2 separate regions of the Alosa sapidissima genome follow, and region 2 is linked to region 1. Evidence: chromatin contacts called from public Hi-C data. All regions are on one chromosome and are shown on one strand. The core of a region is the stretch at or near the end of the contact, and the rest is flanking DNA. Distances in the headings are between cores, read along the strand shown.

The links. Hi-C and Micro-C count contacts between places; a contact is called where the count stands out from the background.
Region 2: a Hi-C map of muscle shows a contact between it and region 1, with 16 times the contacts expected there. The contact joins the promoter of LOC121699962 here to the promoter of ormdl3 in region 1. A contact is called at or near these places in 2 of 2 Hi-C or Micro-C datasets (both in muscle).

What each region holds. Positions count from the first base shown.
Region 1 is chr24:8,755,486-8,762,302 of fAloSap1.pri, forward strand. It overlaps ormdl3 (ORM1-like protein 3), which reads left to right and starts at 4,105. Exons shown (of 5, transcript XR_006027010.1): 1 at 4,105-4,469; 2 at 4,922-5,136; 3 at 5,976-6,127.
Region 2 is chr24:8,973,953-8,980,769 of fAloSap1.pri, forward strand. It overlaps LOC121699962 (ATP-dependent RNA helicase DHX8-like), which reads left to right and starts at 2,491. Exons shown (of 24, transcript XM_042082534.1): 1 at 2,491-2,660; 2 at 3,234-3,319; 3 at 3,415-3,493; 4 at 3,604-3,692; 5 at 3,900-4,006; 6 at 4,143-4,589; 7 at 4,701-4,845; 8 at 5,163-5,363; 9 at 5,612-5,699; 10 at 5,795-5,892; 11 at 6,176-6,323; 12 at 6,757-6,817. The coding sequence starts at 2,552.

The DNA.
Region 1 (6,817 bases), core at 2,855-5,354:
TCAGAAAGTGGCCCCCTCCAACCTACCACCCCCACACCCTCCACCAACACCACCACCTCCACCCACCCCCTACCTCTCTCAGCCCCACCACTCAAGAAAAAAAAACAATGCCCTCCCACTCTCCTCCCCTCGCTCTCTCAATCACCCGGAGGACAATGGCCAAAGCCCCTCGCAGGCCCTCAAAACCCTCTACCCCCGAACAGACACTTCTTTTATTGAAATTCTTTGGTGTCCTAATCCCCAGCTTCCTCCATAGGGCAATAATGGAGTCTCACTCCGACAGCCTTTTCCAGTGAGGCTATGATCAGCCTGGTCTGGGTCACAAGCCCTTCTCCTCCTCCTATTGTTCCCCTGGCTCTTGTGCTAAGGAGCTGCTCGTAGACTCCCTAAGGAAGTACTGTAGGAGGGGTGATGGAGAACCAAGAGCTGCAAGTTATTCCTATATGAAATGGATGTGTGTTAAAATTGTGTCATTCTATGCTGCCCAGGGACAAATTCTTGAAAATAGCTTTCCCCATCTTTAACCATGTGCTCCTGCTGCACAAAATCATGACTCAATATTTTCCTTAGTCGACGTTTGAAAAAAAAAAAAAAATGGATAAATAAACGAAATATTAGAGGTTGAAAGTATGTGCTGCGGACAGACTGCCCATGCCCATGCTTGAGGTTCGCGGAATTAAATGCTTGAATGTCCAATGTAATATTAGCTCTCGTAAGTCACGTAATGTCTTTAAATGCATTCTGTATTTGAGAGGGAAATTAAACATGTCAGAGGAAGGGAGGCATGTAGCTCGCAGAGCAGTGGGAGTGAAGACTTGGAGCACTACCACCCAAAGCACCACACATATTCACCTGAGCAGAGATGCCTTATGTCTAGTGAGCAAGGCCATGCACGCTACAAAAATTCACCCAAGAATGAACGTAAAAACTCATTGAACCTCGTTGTCTTTGTCGCATCCAAACATGTAATACTAGGTCGTTTAAAATGCGGCGATGGTAGTGTAAAACTCAAACTGAGCTGGCTGAGATTGTGTAAACTTGACATCATGTGGTTAGGATTCCACAGAATGTTCTTGAAGAATTTTATAGACATTGTGCAATCATTTTGAACCTCATGAGACCTTAATGCCAGAGTGCACTGTTTACTTTCCACTGCACCAAACAAAAAACCAAAAATAAAAGTATTAAATAAACGAACAAATGTGTAAATGTATAATGGTTCGTCTAATTAGCTTTTTGTCCTCAATGTGGTCTACTTCTCAAAGTCTGCCTTTTATTCAGTCTTGTTCCTATTGTGTTGGGATATGTGTGAGTTCATGTGCTCTGTGAACTGCAAAATTAAGCAGTATCTGATTTAAATTAACGGTTGAGGCATGAACATTTTGTCGTATTCGAGAGAGATAAAGTCAAACAGGCTCTCACAGATAATGGGGCTTATAATGCCCCCATGTGCTGTGACAGTGGAGGCTCAGGGCATGGATGTGCCTTCAATCTAATATAAAATCAGGTAGGCGGTACTCAAACCTTTTAGTGAAACCCAATAAAATGTTATATTGAATAGTTCATCTCACGGAAAGTAGATGTACATTATTACACAACACTATTAAACTAATTCAGCAGCTAACATGTACTATATTTGCTACTATTTAAACTCTTATATTGAGTCCTTAGATCATTATATATTCAAAATGCCTTTGCTGAACAGTGGTAATGGGTTTAGGCTGACATCTACTGGTTAGCAAAAGTAACTACACATACATCTGGGCATGAAATAGTCTGACAACTGATCGCTGTACATAACAGCCAATGTTGTTTCTATATGACTTCTCATGTTCTGTGTATCTGCACATACTAACACATTTCTAATGATCAGAAATGTCATACTTGTCATCACAGTTTTGTAATTACTGTACAGTCTGTCCAGTCACTCCCTTCCTTCCTATTTATGAAAATGAGATTTCCTCTGATAGCGGCCCTCCTGTTTAGAATAGAGATATAACAGACTTTTCAGTTGGGACACGTTTTACGGCCAGACACTCCCTTTAACAGTAGTTGCTTGTCTGCCGCTGGAGAGAATCTTCCTCAAGAGCCCGAGGGCTTCAGTCCAGTCCGCCACAACCTGCAGGCCTGCTGCTTGTCGTTGTGCAAGTCCCAGAGGCATCGTAAAAGACACACTCACCATCACCGACAGTGTCACAGTTTCCCTCCACCCCAGGGGCATGTCATCAGCATGAGACATGACTCAAATCTGCTGGGTCATGAAATTAGCCGAATTTTCTGGCCCTTAGCAGTGTAGTTGCAGAACCTTATGAAGGATACATTTGTTTCATCAGAAGGCAACATCATCACATCCCTTCAGTGATACACAGAGAAGGTTAGTTGTGTGCTATAGTATTATCTACAGTTTTTTAGCAGATGGCAGTACTGTAGCTTGAACATAACTATATATATATATATATATATATATATATATATATATATATATATATATATATATATATATATATATATATATATATATATATATATATATATATGTGTGTATACAATTACCTATACTTTCAGAAACACAAATCTTTAATGTATGTGTGTTAATGCATGATCCCCCTAATGTGCTGACAGAATTGCCTTTTAAGGCATGATTTTGTAGCCTAGAGAGCAGTACTGAACAGACTCTTGAAGACCAAAGTGTACCAAACTGTTAAGCATGGAGTCTACCTTGGCATTGAAACAAGGACAGCCGACAGTCGGTGACCACAAGCTTTTGAAGTCCTGCGCGCTTGCTTCAGTTTAATCGGCCGCGAAAGCCAGTTGCATTACGGTACAGCTCAAGTTTCCATCCCCAGGAGGCTACAGTGGAAGAGGTGGAGACTCACATTGCCACAGGAAAAGGCTGTAGAACGTGAAATATGTCCACGGAAGAAAGCTGATGCCATACATACACTTCAGCCCAGAGGCACAGAACGCGATAGCTGATCTGTGCAATTCATGTCAGTGTGTTATTGTCAAGTCAAAGCTTCCTGTCAGAAGCTCCCGGTCGTGATAGCACCAGTGTTGTGTTTTGGTCGAGAAAGAAATCATATAGATGTTAGTTTTACATACCAGCACCTCCAAAAGGCAATTGCAGTTGACAACTAATCAAAAGTATTGAAATTCAAATTGTAATATCTCATTATTGCTTTATACAATGTTTGCGCCATCAAGAAGCCAATAGTCCAGTGCTATCAATCTATCCTCCTGCCAATATGAGACTGTTTAAACTTAAAAGATTTATATAACAAAAGCAATCAGTCTGAATGAGACTACTGTTGCTGGCAAGAATTGCGTAACCTAAGGTCAGCGCATGTAGCCAACACCATGCTGAACCAGTTTAATGCCCCTCAACACTTAATGCCTCTCAACACTTAATGCCCCTCAACACTTAATGCCCCTCAACACTGAAACCCTCCACACAGAGAGCCACCATATATCCCGGTGGTGACATAAAACAGGGCTGACCCTGCTGCTTGAGGCTATGGGTTCCTCAAGGAGCTTTTATCCTCACATCTGGAACTTGACACTCTTGATCCTCTCTTTGATCCAGTCTTGGCATTCACTGAGTCTGACAGTCCTTGCCTTCACTGCTCGAGGACCTGAGGGATCTTCATTAAAAAGTAAGAGTGAAAGTTCTGTTTTGTTGTAGACTATTTCAGTAGCCAGACTGAATGGTGAAAGTAGAGGATGAATGCTAGAGAGATCTTGGCCTTATCATAACTGGGCTGACTAACTTTACATAACTTCTGAGCAGTTATCCAGACTTCAACACCAGTCAGGTGTTTTCTTTTCTCTGCCTTACACGCATACGAGCCCTAAACTACTCAGGAAAAGAAAGTAAATGTTTCATCAGACTGAAGTAAACAATTGAATCTATTGCACATGCCCACGCCTGTCTGTCTCTGTACGCTAATCTCCCAATCAGACTTCATTCTCGTTGTGTGACGTTCAAGTGGGCGTGCTGTTATTTTAGCAAATGATCAACGCATTCATCTCTGATTGGTGCATTAGTTGCATGTGACGAAAGGTAACCAATCGGAATTTAAACAGATAGGTTAAAAAATATCGCCGTAATGGTGTAGCCCCCCCGAAAACGATGACGTTCAATTACGAACTCTTGCTGTGTTGTCACACCAGCTGTTTGCAGAAGGAACAAAGTGTCAGTGAACAAGGCTGTTTTGCAAGAATTTGGGATTTAATAATTGGATAATAAAGGCGATCTCTTCGTGAAGACATGAGACGGGAGTTACGGAATAAATGACAGTTTGCAAAAGTGAACAATTTCTCACAGAAGTGCTTACATAAGACTGCAAGACGATATCGAATGGTGGAAAGGGATAGATGAGCAAATAAAGGTCGCTTTAAATAAAGCCCAGCCTATTTACAAACTTCTTGGCTGAATCTTCGGCAAGGATTTAGGCTATAGCCACACTCCGGTGAGTATGACTCTTGCTTCATTTGCAAGAAAACCCACTCACTTTCTCTCGGAAGTGGATTGTCTTAAGAAATGCTGATCAAAGGCTATGTAAAACAGATAACGGAAGCGATAAGTAATCTACTCGCATGGCTATATACAGCATTGTGCAATTTAACTAAGACTATATTTTGAATTATGATAATCTATCAACAAATATTTAGTTTGATCTGCGAACATGGTTAACCTGAATACCGTAGGCTACATGATTCTCATTATTTGTTAAGATCCATCTAGCCTAATGGAATACTTGGCCTCAAGCAGTTGGTTGGTAGGGTCAGGCATTTGTTCTTGTGAAATGTGAATATGCCAGCTTTGCTATTTGCTCCTCACGTCAATGGACATGGTTAGTTGTCTATTGATTGCATTGCTGCCTCGTTGCCTTCTAAAGCATGATATTCTTATGGCTCACAGGAAGTGTGCGCCAACAAGTGGCGCAAGTTTGCGTGCGAGTCATGAACGTGGGCACGGCTCACAGCGAGGTCAACCCCAACACGCAGGTGATGAACAGCCGGGGGATATGGCTGTCCTACGTCCTAGGCATCGGGCTGCTGCACGTCATCCTTCTCAGCATCCCTTTCGTCAGTGTCCCCGTAGTCTGGACTCTCACCAACCTCATCCACAACATGGTGAGTGAGTTCCTCTTCACCTTACCTCAGACATAAAATTGTGGTGTATTTGTGACCTTGGCTGATCATTCTCATCCGGTGATTCAACACTGTGGAATTTGAGTTTCATAATGGTCTTGTCTGGACTAGAACAATACTAAGCCCACATATTTTAATACTTTGAACTTTAAAACTTGACAACCAACTGGCAAAAGTAGGCTAAACACAGAATAATCTTTTGGACTTTCACATGGTTATCTAACATTCCTTTTCTTTTGCTGAGTATTTTGTCCATTAAGTTGCTGACTAGAGCGGTTGTAATTTCACCCAGTGGAGGAGTTGGGGTTACCACACCATCCTGTATCAGCTTACCTCCATCCTGTGCCTAAAAAGTGCCAGCCTTCCGCTCGTGTCCATGCACATTTTGCTGATGCCACGTGGACTATGTAGGCCAGGAGTGCCCAAACTTGTCCTATCTGACCATCACCGCTGTCTGTTCAACACTGTGTGTGCCTGCCTGTGTGTGTGTGTGTGTTAAAAAAGCTCCACAATAGAAGTATAACTGAGTGAGGTCCGTTGATAATGTCTTGTTTGTTTTGGCATGACATCTAGACATCATCTGGTGCCAGTGCAAATATTTCTTGGCAGCTGACATTAAAATTGTAGAGATGCTTTCCGTTAGATAGTGCCATTGGTAGTTCCCCTTATAAGGACACACAAACCAGTGCTTCTGAAGTCACGATTCACCACCAAGGAAAATGCTTGAATTGGAGATGAACCATGAACCATTCATGAACCATGCTGGGTCTCATAGTGTCCTGGTGCTGTGGACGTGATGGTGCCCCCATTTCTCTCTCCAGTGCATGTACCTGCTGCTGCACACGGTGAAGGGGACCCCGTTCGAGACGCCGGACCAAGGCAAGGCGCGGCTGCTCACGCACTGGGAGCAGATGGACTACGGCGTCCAGTTCACAGCCTCACGCAAGTTCCTCACCATCACACCCATCATCCTGTGAGCACAAATCTGTCATTGAGATTCTCACACACACACACTCACACACTCTCTCTCTCACACACCACAGCCATCCCTGATATATATTTTTTCTTCACATATTCAGAGAAATTGCCATAATGTTAGGATTCAGTTATATCTGTGTGAAATTCACATTTGAAGTTCACATTTGAATTGTCAGATGGCATGCAATGTATGCAATTGTTGACATTGCAGAGGATGTTAATTTTGAAATAATGCAACATAATCTTTTTTTGTATCATTTTTATTCTGCCGTTACAGTAGTAAAGTTGCATTCTTTTGCAACTTTTCTGAATCTCATCTTCTTTTCAATACACATACAGATGTGCATGAATAGCATATTTGCAGGTGTTATAGTGTCAGCATTTTAAAGAAGAATGGACCTAAAATAGTGCACCAGCTGCTCATTGGTTCTAAAAGTTCCAAAATCCAGACATGGCTCTTTGCTTGCAAAATAGTGTGTAGGTACTCATTTATTACAGCCAGAAGCAATATTCCCTTCCTCTACAGAAATACATCTCAAATAGGAATAGTTTAAGCTGGTTGTTTATTTATTTAGATAGTGTAATCACTGCAGTGGAGTGCAAGTGGAGAACCAGTCCTCTAGCTCTGATTGACATGACTAATGGGAATAGACAGACAGTAGCTCAGGGTGTGCAGGCAGCTTAT
Region 2 (6,817 bases), core at 1,241-3,740, 220 kb after region 1:
CAACAAAAAAACTCCTCAGTCTTTCTGTTCCAGCCATGTGGCCTCAGAGGTCTACCTGACTTCAGCAGTCTGCACAGTCCATCATCAGGGTGTGAAATATCTTTTCAAATGTGTTGGGCCCTTATTTGCACTCTTCAGGTGTACAGGTCCTGCAGGGCAGGGAGAGACACTCTAATGGTGCGTTCAGCAAGATGTACCACTCTCTGCAGGGCGCTGCAATCCCAAGCTGTGCCATTTCCTAAGGGGATGATGCTACCTGTTGGAACACTCTCTATGGCTGAAGAGCAGAAGGCCATCAAATTCCCGCAGCTGACAAAGGAAGTACGGTTATTGTCTGGATTTCCTTTAGAATGTGTTGGATGTCGACAGTCCATGAGGTCCTCAGTAATGCAAAGCTTGCAACCCTCTCCACAGGCTGCCCAGTGATATTTAGTGCAGTGAAGGCCTAACTGCTGCTATGCTGTCTCCTAGTTGTAAGACCCTAGTCTACCTGATTTAGGTAGGTCTGTTCATTGTTGTTATTGATCAGACCCACCACCACTCTCATCTTTACTGGAGATGGAGGTGTGACATGCAGTCATGTGTGTACATGTTATACAGCAGGGGGTTCGAAACACAGCCATGGGAGGCACCTGTGCTGATGGTAAATCGGAACACATGTGGTAAATCGGAACACATGTGACTGGTTGGTGTGGAAGTTGAGTAGGGTCCTCATCTTCATGACCAGTGTGAGGGGGGCTGGTGCTGAATGCTAAACAATAGTTAATAAACAGCCAACAGCATTCTCACATAATTCCACATCCAAGTGGGTTATAGCGGTGTGCAGGATGTTGGAGATGGCACTGTTTCTGGACCTGTTGGCTCTTTATAGCGAATTGGAGTGGGTCGAAAGAGAGCTTGGCAAGGATGAGCAAATAAAACTAGAAAAGCATTTCCTGAAGGAAATACAGTGCATGAAAATGCAAAAAAGTATTAATATAGTTGGAATGACTGAACAGTTAAATAGGTGGATAGTTTAAATGGTTAAATTATTTGCTAGGTATGAGGTTTAATATAGTTGGAATGACTGAACAGTTAAATAGGTCCGCTTTAACCCTCTCTGGTCTCATTCTCTTAATATAAGACTACACATCCTGTTCAACTGTTTCAACTGTTCAGTCATTCCAACTATATTAAACCTCATCTACCTAGCAAATAATTTACCATTTAAACTATCCACCTATATTAAACCTCATCTACCTAGAAAATAATTTAACCATTTAAACTATCCACCTATTTAACTGTTCAGTCATGGGGAAATTTTGAGTAGTTTTTAATAAATAGTTTAAAAAGTATAAAAGTTACAAAGATGAAAAATACATGTCCTAAGTAAGACCTACGTAACATAGTTTGAATGAAGTTTCAACTTTAAACGGTTGAAGCTGCATTACTTGCGTTAGAAGAAGAACTAGAAAACGCAATTCCAGGGAATTACCAGTGCATGAAAATGCAAAACATATGGTGTGAAATATATTGTTATGAAATATATTGGATTCTAATTGCTTAACGGCAGTCTTAATAGAGCCATATTGTATGCTTAAAGCCTGAGACAGAGTATATAGTTTAAAATTGTAGATAGTGTAATGGATGTTGATAGACAGAAAGTTCAATGGATGTTGATAGGCAGATTGTTTAATGGATGTTGATGGATAGTTTAATGGGTGGATGAGTGAATGGTTTGAAGAGGATGAATGGATAGAAAGTTGGATGAAATGTGCCTTATATCCTTGTAGAATGGAGAGTCACAGAGAGAGTTGGCCTAGTTCAGCAGAAAGCAGCTGATACAGGTGCAATCAGTTGAACTGATTCTTTGATGGGGCCTAGATGAGCAGCTGGAAGTTGATACAGGTGCAAATCAAGTTAATTAGTCCATTGTGATGTCATCAGCCTAATGTTAAGTCTATGGGGAAAGTAGTTTGAGTAGTTTTTAATAAATAGTTTAAAAAGTATAAAAGTTACAAAGATGAAAAATACATTGCCCAGATGTCCTAAGACCTACGTAACATAATTTGAATGAAGTTTCTACGTTAAACGGTTGAAGCTGCAATTAAAAAAGAATAATAATAAGAAGAAGAAGCCTAGGAAGAACAGTACAGTGCATTTTCATGCACTGTAATAAGAAGAGGCCTAGGAAGAGCAGTATAGTGCATTTTCATGCACTATAATGAACAACACTCATCACTGTTGAGATCAAGGCCACCAGGTGGTAGTCATGATGGCCTTTTGGCCTTTTCACGGGAACAATAATTGACTGTTAAAGCATGAGGTTAAAATGTGTAAATCCTCTTCAACCTTCTCTGGCAAAACTTTCTACAGCTCTGCTGTAGGTTTAAAGAAAGAATCTTTGATACAGTTATGTAAGTATGCCATCTTGTGGTGACTTAGAGTAATTACATTGGATAATTTCCTGTTTCTTCATAAACGGAAATGTCGTCATATTGCTGCGCGATTCTGGAGCGTTATCGCAAACACGTAGCTACTGGGTACCTGAGTGAAGACTAAACTTCGAAAAATGGAGGAGCTGGGAGAAGATGAGCTTAAAAAGCTCGAATACTTGTCTTTGGTTTCTAAAGTTTGTACAGAACTTGACAACCATCTGGGCATAAGCGACAAAGATCTTGGTATGTTTGATAATTACTAAGTTAGCTGCCCATCGCCATACAGCACATTTCGTTTACTAGCTAACACGCTAATAAACAGCTAACCTTGCATAGCTAGGTAACATGATTTGTGCGCACAACAGTTATCTTTAAACTTCATTTTACTTCATTGGACATTAAGGGATGTGGTCGTCATGACTGTCCAAGTCTGCGGACTTAACGTTAAGTGCCTTGTTGTCCAAAGTTGGGTAACATTATGCTGCCTTTGTTTATTTTGTGGCTTCATGGAAGCTAGAGAGCTAACAGTTGCCTACCCTTAGTTAACGTCAGAGCCTGTTTATTTCTCTGTTACTGTTGTATCAAACCATTTTAGACTGGAAATCAAATTGACCGTAAACATAGTCGGCCTCTGATCAACATGTCCGTAAATCGTGTAATAATAAACGCACTAGGCTTTGTGGACACTTAAGTAAATAGCCACTGAAATTAGCTAGTTCAGGAAGTCACTGTTGTGGCAAATTCCATATTGCGTTATATTGAAGATGAAGTATGGTAGATTGTCAGATACGATTACAGTCTTTTCTCTATCTTCAGCGGAGTTTGTCATCAGTTTAGCGGAGAAGAACACGACATTTGAGGCCTTTAAGTCAGTCCTGTTGAAAAATGGAGCTGAATTTACGGTATGTGTGATTTGACTGTTCTGTAAGTTAATACCGAAAATATCATTTTGGTATTTGTGTACTAACATGTATTGCTATACGTTTATGTTCCTCAGGACTCTCTCGTCAGTAATTTACTTCGTCTCATCCAAACAATGCGACCACCATCAAAAAGTTCAACATCTAAAGAACAAGGTCATTATATGTTATATAATGTCATATTTTGTGACAGATGAATTGCCTTCTAATCATTCTAATACTCTGTACCTTACATTTTTTCTTGATCTTTTGTTTTGCACACACAGAACCTGCTGTTAAAGTGAAGACAGAAAAGGACAAGCTCCGGGAGATGTTCCCCGGTTTATGTAAACCTGACAATCCAGACACTACTAAAGTGAGTTTTGATGCACTACACACACACACACACACACACACACACACACACACACACACACACACACACGTCTGCCTTGAGTTATGCCATAATGCCATATTGTAGCTGTGATAAGTGTTGGATTATGAAACCTCGAACGGTCATTGTATTCAGAATGTTTTGGTTAAAAATAAACTTAAATGTTACCATATTGATTATATCCAACAGAATTTGCTGGATGAAGATGATGTGAAGATAGCTGAAGAGGCTATGAAAGAGCTGGAGATGTTCATGCCCAGTATTAGTGGAACAGACTCGAAAAGCAGCAAGAAAAGGTATGAATGTGTTTTCACAAATGTACATCAATCAAAGTGTTTTGAAAGCATGCTCAGATATTTTTGTCTATCATTATATCCTGTAAATAGAGCTTTCACTCCTCTAGTAATATCTTAAAACATTTCTTCACGTAAGGTCTGAGACTGGAACCAGCAGGAGGAGGAGGAGCAGGAGCCGAAGCAAAGACAGAGAAAGAACCCGAGACAGAGACAGAGACAGGGACAGGGACCGAGATCGTCATAGGGATCGCGGGGACCGCGACAGAGATCGCGATAGAGATCGAGACAGAGACAGGGATAGAGACAGAGATCGGGACCGGAGGCGACACCACCGTTCCAGATCCCGATCCCGGTCTCGCTCACGGGACAGGGATCGGGAGCGCCGACACGAGAGACCCAGGGTGAGGGAGAGCCGGTGGCGCTCCAAGAGTCGCTCCGCCAGCCCGCAGAAGGACTCTGACCGCTGGAAGGACAAACACGTGGACCGGCCCCCTCCCGAGGAGCCCGCTGTGGGAGACATCTACAGCGGCAAAGTCACCAGCATCATGCAGTTCGGTTGCTTTGTGCAGCTCGAGGGACTGAGGTTAGTTGCAGAGTAATTGAGATGCACTCAGTGACTCGTGCGCTTTTGGATGAAGGGATGTGTGTTCATTCCGTGTTCAGATTCATAGAATGTTGCCGTTTGTGTGCACAGGAAACGCTGGGAGGGCTTGGTTCACATTTCTGAGCTCCGGCGCGAGGGGAGAGTGGCCAATGTGGCGGACGTAGTCACCAAAGGCCAGAGAGTGAAGGTCAAGGTGCTGTCTTTCACTGGCTCCAAAACCAGCCTCAGCATGAAGGTAAGAGAGGAGGAAGAAGCTGAGATGATATGCCACAACAGCCCAGTTCAGTCCTATGACAATGTCACATGTAAAACTGGAGTTATGGCATTTCCCAATTGGATGTAGCAAAAGATGGCAACAAAATAAGCACATTAAAATCATCAATAGATATTTTTTGTGTTCAGAGACACCCTTAGATTGTAAGTAACTGAACATTACAGGAAAGTTCAAGTCATCATCCTCTTTGCATGTTTTGTCGAATCATTATTAATATGGAAAGATTTCTTTATTAAATATGACACTTGCGTTAATAAATGGGTTTATTATTCTCATAGGACGTAGACCAGGACACAGGAGAGGACTTGAACCCCAATCGACGTAGGAATGCTGGACCTGATGGTGAGGAGACCGCCATGAGGAACCCGGACCGACCCACCAACCTCAACCTGGGCCACGCACCTGAGCTGGAGGACGACAGCCTTGAGCGCAAGAGGCTGACCAAGATATCAGACCCAGAGAAGTGGGAGATCAAACAAGTAATCCTATCTAAAAAGCAATATCTCTTAATGTATTTCTTCCCCAGTTTACCCATAGACTCTAGCTACAGGTCTTACTTAAATCAATGATTTGAAGGAGATACATTTGAGCAAACATTTGTTTTGTTCCCACTGGGTGGCACCAGTGTACCATGGTCCATTTGTTCTCCCAGCATGTTCACCATCCACCCAGTGTGAACTATTTGCACGTTGGCTTAATGTGCTTTTGCCATTATCACTCTCCTCAGATGATCGCCGCCAATGTATTGTCCAAAGAGGAGTTTCCTGACTTTGATGAGGAAACGGGTATCCTTCCTAAGGTGGATGACGAGGAAGGTATTGTGCTGTTTGTTTATAATTGTGCTGTGTTATTTGGACCAGGATCAAAGGCAAAGCATGTCAACTCGTGTGTCCCTCTTTGTTCCTTCTAGATGAGGATCTGGAGATTGAGCTTGTGGAGGAGGAGCCGCCGTTCCTCAGAGGTCACACCAAACAGAGCATGGACATGAGCCCTGTCAAAATAGTCAAGGTGTGGACGCTACAAATTTGATTAGTCTATGTGTTGCAGCTGAGGACAGCCCGAGAGTGCAAAAAGTGATTGAAAATGTGTTTGAGAAATTTGAAGCCAGAATGCTGGTTGTAAGAAGTTGGCATGGAATATATAATATATAGCTGTGCCCTGATCTGTTTGAGTTCTTCCAAAGCGGTTGTCTTAAAATAAGTTGGCATGGGGTGTAGAAAATATGCTGCATCTTTTTCAATTTGAATTTATCGGAAGAGTAACACGTTTCATTTTGTTTCGTCTCCTTCAGAACCCGGACGGATCTCTGTCCCAGGCCGCCATGATGCAGAGCGCCCTGGCCAAGGAGCGGAGGGAGGTGAAGCAGGCCGCACGCGAGGCCGAGATGGACTCCATCCCCATGGGCCTCAACAAACACTGGGTGGACCCCCTGCCTGACGGTAAGAGCCTTATCCACACAGAACAGAACAGAACTTGAGGGCTCCTAACAATGCTGTTGAAATTCTGAGAACTCAATATTAATATTATGATTCTATTTTGTAAATGCGGTATTAGATCATTTATTACTGTATATGTGACATTTGTTCCCATCATAACCAACTGGTCACATAAGAGCCAATCAGCAGGGAATCTTTACAGCACCAGACATCCTTTCGGTCAGCTTGAAACGGCTGCTTATGTGAGCCCCAAGGCCACTGATAGCCATCTAGGCTTTCGAAGCTCTCGCTGGTCCTCCCGGCTTGAGGTACTCTGGCCTGGCCGCTGTGTGACTCATCGTCCGGAGTAGGCGCTTTATCATAATCGCTAATCTCCTAACAAAACACACTTCCCTCTCTCTCTCTCTCTCTCTCTATTTCTCTCTCTCTCTCTCAGCTGATGGCCGGCAGATCGCAGCCAACATGAGGGGCATTGGCATGATGCCCACCGACATCCC